2 separate regions of the Rattus norvegicus genome follow, and region 1 is linked to region 2. A link is a contact called in public Hi-C data. All regions are on one chromosome and are shown on one strand. The core of a region is the stretch at or near the end of the contact, and the rest is flanking DNA. Distances in the headings are between cores, read along the strand shown. Region 1 has its middle 30 kb from the start of Tmem30b. Region 2 has its middle 88 kb from the start of Tmem30b.

What was found. A called contact is a pair of places that touch in the nucleus more often than the background predicts.
Region 1: a Hi-C map of the A7r5 cell line shows a contact between it and region 2, with 3 times the contacts expected there. The contact joins two enhancer-like sites. A contact is called at or near these places in 3 of 12 Hi-C or Micro-C datasets (the A7r5 cell line, the Rat2 cell line and Schwann cells).

What each region holds. Positions count from the first base shown.
Region 1 is chr6:97,959,435-97,962,157 of GRCr8, reverse strand. No RefSeq gene overlaps it. Among named protein-coding and RNA genes, the nearest start is that of Tmem30b, 30 kb to the left of the region's middle. Within about 2 kb of position 1,462, at least 6 of the 93 cell types and tissues checked have an H3K27ac peak or open chromatin away from gene starts, as enhancers often do. A contact at or near this core is called in the A7r5 cell line, where this site is marked.
Region 2 is chr6:97,900,980-97,903,820 of GRCr8, reverse strand. No RefSeq gene overlaps it. Among named protein-coding and RNA genes, the nearest start is that of Tmem30b, 88 kb to the left of the region's middle. Within about 2 kb of position 1,335, at least 4 of the 93 cell types and tissues checked have an H3K27ac peak or open chromatin away from gene starts, as enhancers often do. A contact at or near this core is called in the A7r5 cell line, where this site is marked.

The DNA of each region.
Region 1 (2,723 bases), core at 213-2,712, 58 kb before region 2:
ATCCTTAGGGGACACTCAACCATGAGAAAAGTACAGTAATATTTCTCCTGGTACCGTCCAGGTGATGAGACGGAGCTGGTGGGCCGAGGAAGCAGTTAGATGATGAGTTAGTTTGATAACCACAGTGGCCTAAAGCAACTGAGGAAGATATAGGTTTATGTCACAACGCCATCATCACAGAAACCTAGGCAGGAACTTAAAGGCAGGAACCTGGAGACAGGAACAGGTGCAGAGACCACAGAGAAACACTGCTTACTGGCTGGTTCCTCCTGACTTAGTCTGTTTTCTTTTACAACCCAAAACCAGATGCTCAACGGTGCTCTACCCACAATGGTCTGGATCCTTCCACGTAAACTGCCAATCATGAAAAGCCCCACAGGCTTGTCTATGGTCTAATCTGATAGGAGCATTTTTTTCATCGAGGTCTCCTTTTCTCAGATGACCAGCTTGGATTGAGGTGATAGAAAACAAACAAACAAACAAACAAACAAACAAACAAGAAGAACAAGGGATGACCAGCAGAGCACAGGGATGACCAGCAGAGCACAGGGATGACCAGCAGAGCACAGGGATGACCACCAGTACCTGTCTCTACCACAAGGACAGCCAGATTCCCTCCGGATAGAAAGCTGGAAATTCCCAGGAGTTTTCTAACCTCCTCCTTTAGTAAATGTTCATATAGGCAGAGAAAACTTTAAAATTAACCTTTTTTTTTACTCATTCCAAAATTAAAGGGATGTCTTCTATTGGCTCGCCATTAATAATTCCCTCCCTTAAATTCACACATGCCTTGGCAGTCTTCCAGCATGTTTGTGTAATGGCATAGCAAGATTTGGAAGGCAGAAATTCATTCTCAGAGAAAAGCTAATGACTCATTTTCCCTATCAATTTAATCATCTTCTATCCATTCTTTTCAAAAGTATTCACAATGTTCTCCTGCCGCCCACAACAAGCTAAGAATAAGCATCCAAATTCCTGGGCAATCAAGGAAGAAAGCTTGGCGAAAGGAGTGTCAATGTCTCTTTGAGTGCGTTTGACCCCACATTGACCTGACTCCGACTCGTCCTACCTCCGAGGGGCTCTCACAGCGTAAGAGCCCACCACAGAGTTCAGACTTTCCTGCTTGGGCACGGTCAGCTTGGCGTTCCTGGAGGCGGGTAGATGGGGAAGAAATCCATTAACTAATCACCAGCGAGGCTGCCCTAGAACCTCTGTGCACGGTGAGGCTCTCTGAAAAAAAAATCACTTAGATACCAATAAGCTGTGGGAGTGGCGAGCACGTAGCATATTTTTTGTTTCTACAAAGCTAAAAAGAGATAAACCTACGCGTTTGATTTAAACCCCTGAATAGTTTAGAAACAGAAATGAAAGTGTTTTTTTCTCTGCCCCCACAAGTACCACCACACTTTTTGGGTTAGTCCAGAGTGGTGCGCGCATGCCCCATTCTCCCAGCAGAGGTCGCTGCTGCCCACCATAATCTTCAAAGGCCCTTTCCCTTGTCTAGTTAACTGCAGTGGCTTTAGACAGAGGCTACAGGGTGAAATACATTAGTCTTTAGAGATGGAGAAGAAAAGAATCTGTGGTTTGGGGAATCAAAAGGATCGAAATGTTGGAGAAAGTGATACTTTAATGCGTCTGGGCCGAATAGGCTTCAATCTGGACAAACTGGTCAGAGTTCTTTTGGTAAAATGACAGCCTAGCTCCATTCTCATTAAACCTGCCCGATCTCTTTCTTTTCTGAGTGTCACCATCAGCTGAGAAAATAGAGACAGGAAGGCCTGGCAGTGCATGCTGTTGCCCACCTGCCGTTCTCAACAGGATACTCATCACATTGTTCAGGGTCGCATCTGTGACACAGCTAATCACCCAATGTGCTCCAACCTTGGGTGTCCCAGAAGATAGTCTAACCTCAGTTGGGGGCGGGGTAGGCTTTAGTGGTAGCAGCTTCCTTCCTCAGGAACTTAGCAAGTCCAGTAGGTTGTGAGGGCCAGGTCAGGTCTCTGCCTACATGCGATAAGTTCCCACCTCCCTATTTGGCGTGTTCCTCTGGGTAGCGAGCGGGCTGTCCTGACCAAATGCTGATATGGCTCTGGCTGCACAGGTGTGGGTTCTAACCCCGAAGGTGACCCGCTGCGCACTGCACATGGCTGCATCCCCAGTGACATTAGAAATAAAACACTCCAGGCTTAGAAATCATTGGTTAAGATCACATACTGCTCTTTCAGAAGACCCGAGCTTGGTCCCTAGCACCCACATGGTGGGATGGGGGTGCGAATGTGTAACTCCCAATAGCCTTTAATTCCAGCTCAAGGATGCCACCTTCTGGATCCTGTGAGCATCTACATCCACAAACGCGCAACACGGACGCACCCAAACACACGTAATTAAAAAGAAATCAGATAAATAAATTTTTAAACGAAGCATTTCTTTTTCAGTTTCTCTGGATCCATCAGGGGCTAACCACTAGCATTTAAATCAAATATTTAGAAGGATCAGGGAGGGTAGGTTAGTGGTAGAAAGCTAGGGTAGCTGCCTTGGGCCATGAGTTTTATTTCTAGCATGGAAAAATGTAAAGGTAGGACAAAAGCTTTGTTTTTTCAGAACTGTTTTAGGACCAAAGCAAAAAGTAGGAACTACAGAAGGTTTCTACATACTCTCAGCACCCCGAATCCTGGCCCGTTTGTTACAACCCCTAAACCCGCACAATTATCTGCCAAAGTCCA
Region 2 (2,841 bases), core at 86-2,585:
ATGAAATTGAGGGGGAAGGGTATAAGCCATGGCTGACCTGAGGTCCCAAACTTGCTAACTGCCAATTCAAGAAATTGAGGGCAGGCTGAATTCATTCAGAAGTGTGACAATGTATCTTCTTGTTGCACCTGCCCCCATGGAGTGTACTTTATACAGTAGAGGTTGTAGGCAGTATGTCTGGTCCACCCGACAACCTAGCTTTCGTGTTCCTAGCTCTGTTGTGCAGATAAAGAAATAGAAAATTAGACATTCAAAGTGGCTCATCCAAGCTCACAAAGGTAACAGTTGGTAAATACTAAAGTTGGTCAAGCCTCTGCTCTCTCTGGAGTGTGGGAAGTAGGGAGAGAGAGGAAAAGATGGGGGAGGGGTATTATAGAGAAGACCCAAAAATAAACAAATAAGGCTACTATGGTTGAAAAAATGATATATTCATTAATGGTACCGCCGCCATTATATAACATAATATTAAAAACCATCTGTTCTCACTGACTTGAGAAGGAGTGCCAAGCATAGACTAGATAGGTACCTGAAATGTTTGACTGTTAGCGATGATGGAGGTATGGTATGCTCCCACGAATGAAACACAGTCTGTAGTCTGTGATCTCCTTATTGTGAAGACAGAAGCAAGAAGACAGCCATAAGTCTGAGGCCAGGCTGGGCTATATGACTCAGGTCAGCTGGGGCTACATATAGAGAGACCTTGTCCCAGAAATCACCCACCATTACCACGACCACTATCACCCACACAAATTGTGTGTGTATGTATGTGTGGTTTTTTGAGACAAGGTTTTTCTAGGTAGCTTTGGGCTATCATGGAACTCACTCTGTAAATGAGGTTAGCTTCAAACTCAGAGATCTTCCTGCCTCTGACTCCCAAGTGCTGGGATTAAAGTCTGTCTTTAAAAAATGAAAACCAAGTAGCAAACACTTGTAAACAGAAAGAATAGGCAAGAGACTGTAAACATGGTCTCATATCACTTGGTGCTATTAGCCTTTCCCTGGCAATCAAGGAGAGACTGACTGACTGACAGGAAAGGCCCTCTCCTTGTAACTGCTTCAAGAAGGGAACTCAGGAGGTAACAAGTCAGGATCCTTCTGACTCTCCCCTAAACTTAGAGATCTGCAAAAAGAACATTGTGTAGTTCTGTTTTGTAAAGAAACAACGACCTAGTGTAAAACCTCTGGAAGGTCAGGGCTAGGTCAGTGGCTGCCTAGGGCCTGGCTAAGATTCCCAAACACAGGCTGCATCCCAGGCCCTGGGTCCCTTCTGCCTGCCTGCTCCTGTTCTCCCCCTGTGAGGGTGTTTGTGCGCTGTTGCTATGTTCTTTTCAGAATCCATAACCGTGGGCGGCAGGGGAGTCCCAGAGTCAGCAGTCCTGGGAAACACAGCTGCTGCTGGGCTAGGTGGCCAGGCCAAAGCAACCCCCTGGGGCCATGGGCCAGACCTCAGCTGCTCCCCAGAGGAGCCCAGCCTGGCCCAGACGCCCTCCCTGCTCCTGCCCTGGCTGTGGCCTCCTCCAGCCCACGGGACACCTTTCCTCCAGAGCTGACACATAAGGCAGAACTGCCTCCCGTGCTCCCCTGGAGAGCCTGACTGCCCTCCGCAACTGGCTCTCTTCCCCTCACAGAGGACAGCTATGGGTGCCTGTAGCAAATCCTACGGGGGGTGGGGGGGCAGAAGTTAGTATGAAATACGGAGGTATATGCCATTCACGGCATTGATTTAATGCTGAACCTGTTCTTGTTTTTTGTCTCTGTCCCTCCCTCCCTCCCTCCCTCCCTCCCTCCCTCCCTCCCTCCCTCCCTCCCTTCCTTCCTTCCTTCCTTCCTTCCTTCCTTCCTTCCTTCCTTCCTTCCTTCCTTCCTTAGAAAGGGTCTCATGAATTCCAGGCTTGCCGCAAACTCCCTAAGCTATGCTACAACGTAGTCAAGGATGCGGTGAACTTCTGATTCTCCTGCCTTCATCTTCCAAATGCTGGCCTTCCCAGCAGGCACCACCACAGGCAGCCATGTGGCATCGGTCGCTGGCTTCCTGCAAGTTAATCCAACCACTGTACTAACTGAAGTGCATATCCAGACCAAACATTTTTTCCTGTCTAAATTCTCCCCTCAAACTGAAACTGGAAGGGGTGAAATCATCTCTCCAAGGGCCACGGGTTGCTGAGATTTTCAACTTCAAAGTCTGTTTACCTAATTTGTATTCACCAACTGAACTGACAAACTGCGTACCTACCATGTGCTGGCAAAGAACAGAGACCACTGAAAAATAGCAGCCCGCTCACCCTGCTTCACACTCGATGCGAAATGCAAACTGAAATTTGACTTTTATAGGAGACATTTGTAAATCTGCTGAAGTCAAGGTTATATGCTGGACTTTTGTGTTGCTCTGGCTCAAAAGATCACTGATGATAGATACATTTGTCTCGTTTTGTGTGTGTGTGTGTGTGTGTGTGTGTGTGTGTGTGTGTGTGTGTGTGTGTAAAACACTTAGGTCACCAACAGCCGGGCATCATGGAGGGCAGAGTATGCACTGAGAGCCCTAGCAACAAGCGGATGCCTCTGTAAATGTGCAATATTCTGAAAGGGGATGCCTGTGGCTTCACTTCAGGATTCTAACCCCTCCCCCACCTTAGCTCCCCACACCCCCTGTATTCTCAGGGTCCCAGAGCAAATCAGGGGGCCAGAGAGTGGGGAAGCGGTGCTCCCTGGGGTAATTAGCCTGAGTTGCCTGCAGGTGCTACACAGGTGGTCTCAGCCCCCAGCAATGACCTAAGAAAAACCCACGGGATCCTTCAGCTGCAACCAATCCCGCAGGCTGCCAGCCTGCTTGCTCGACACAGT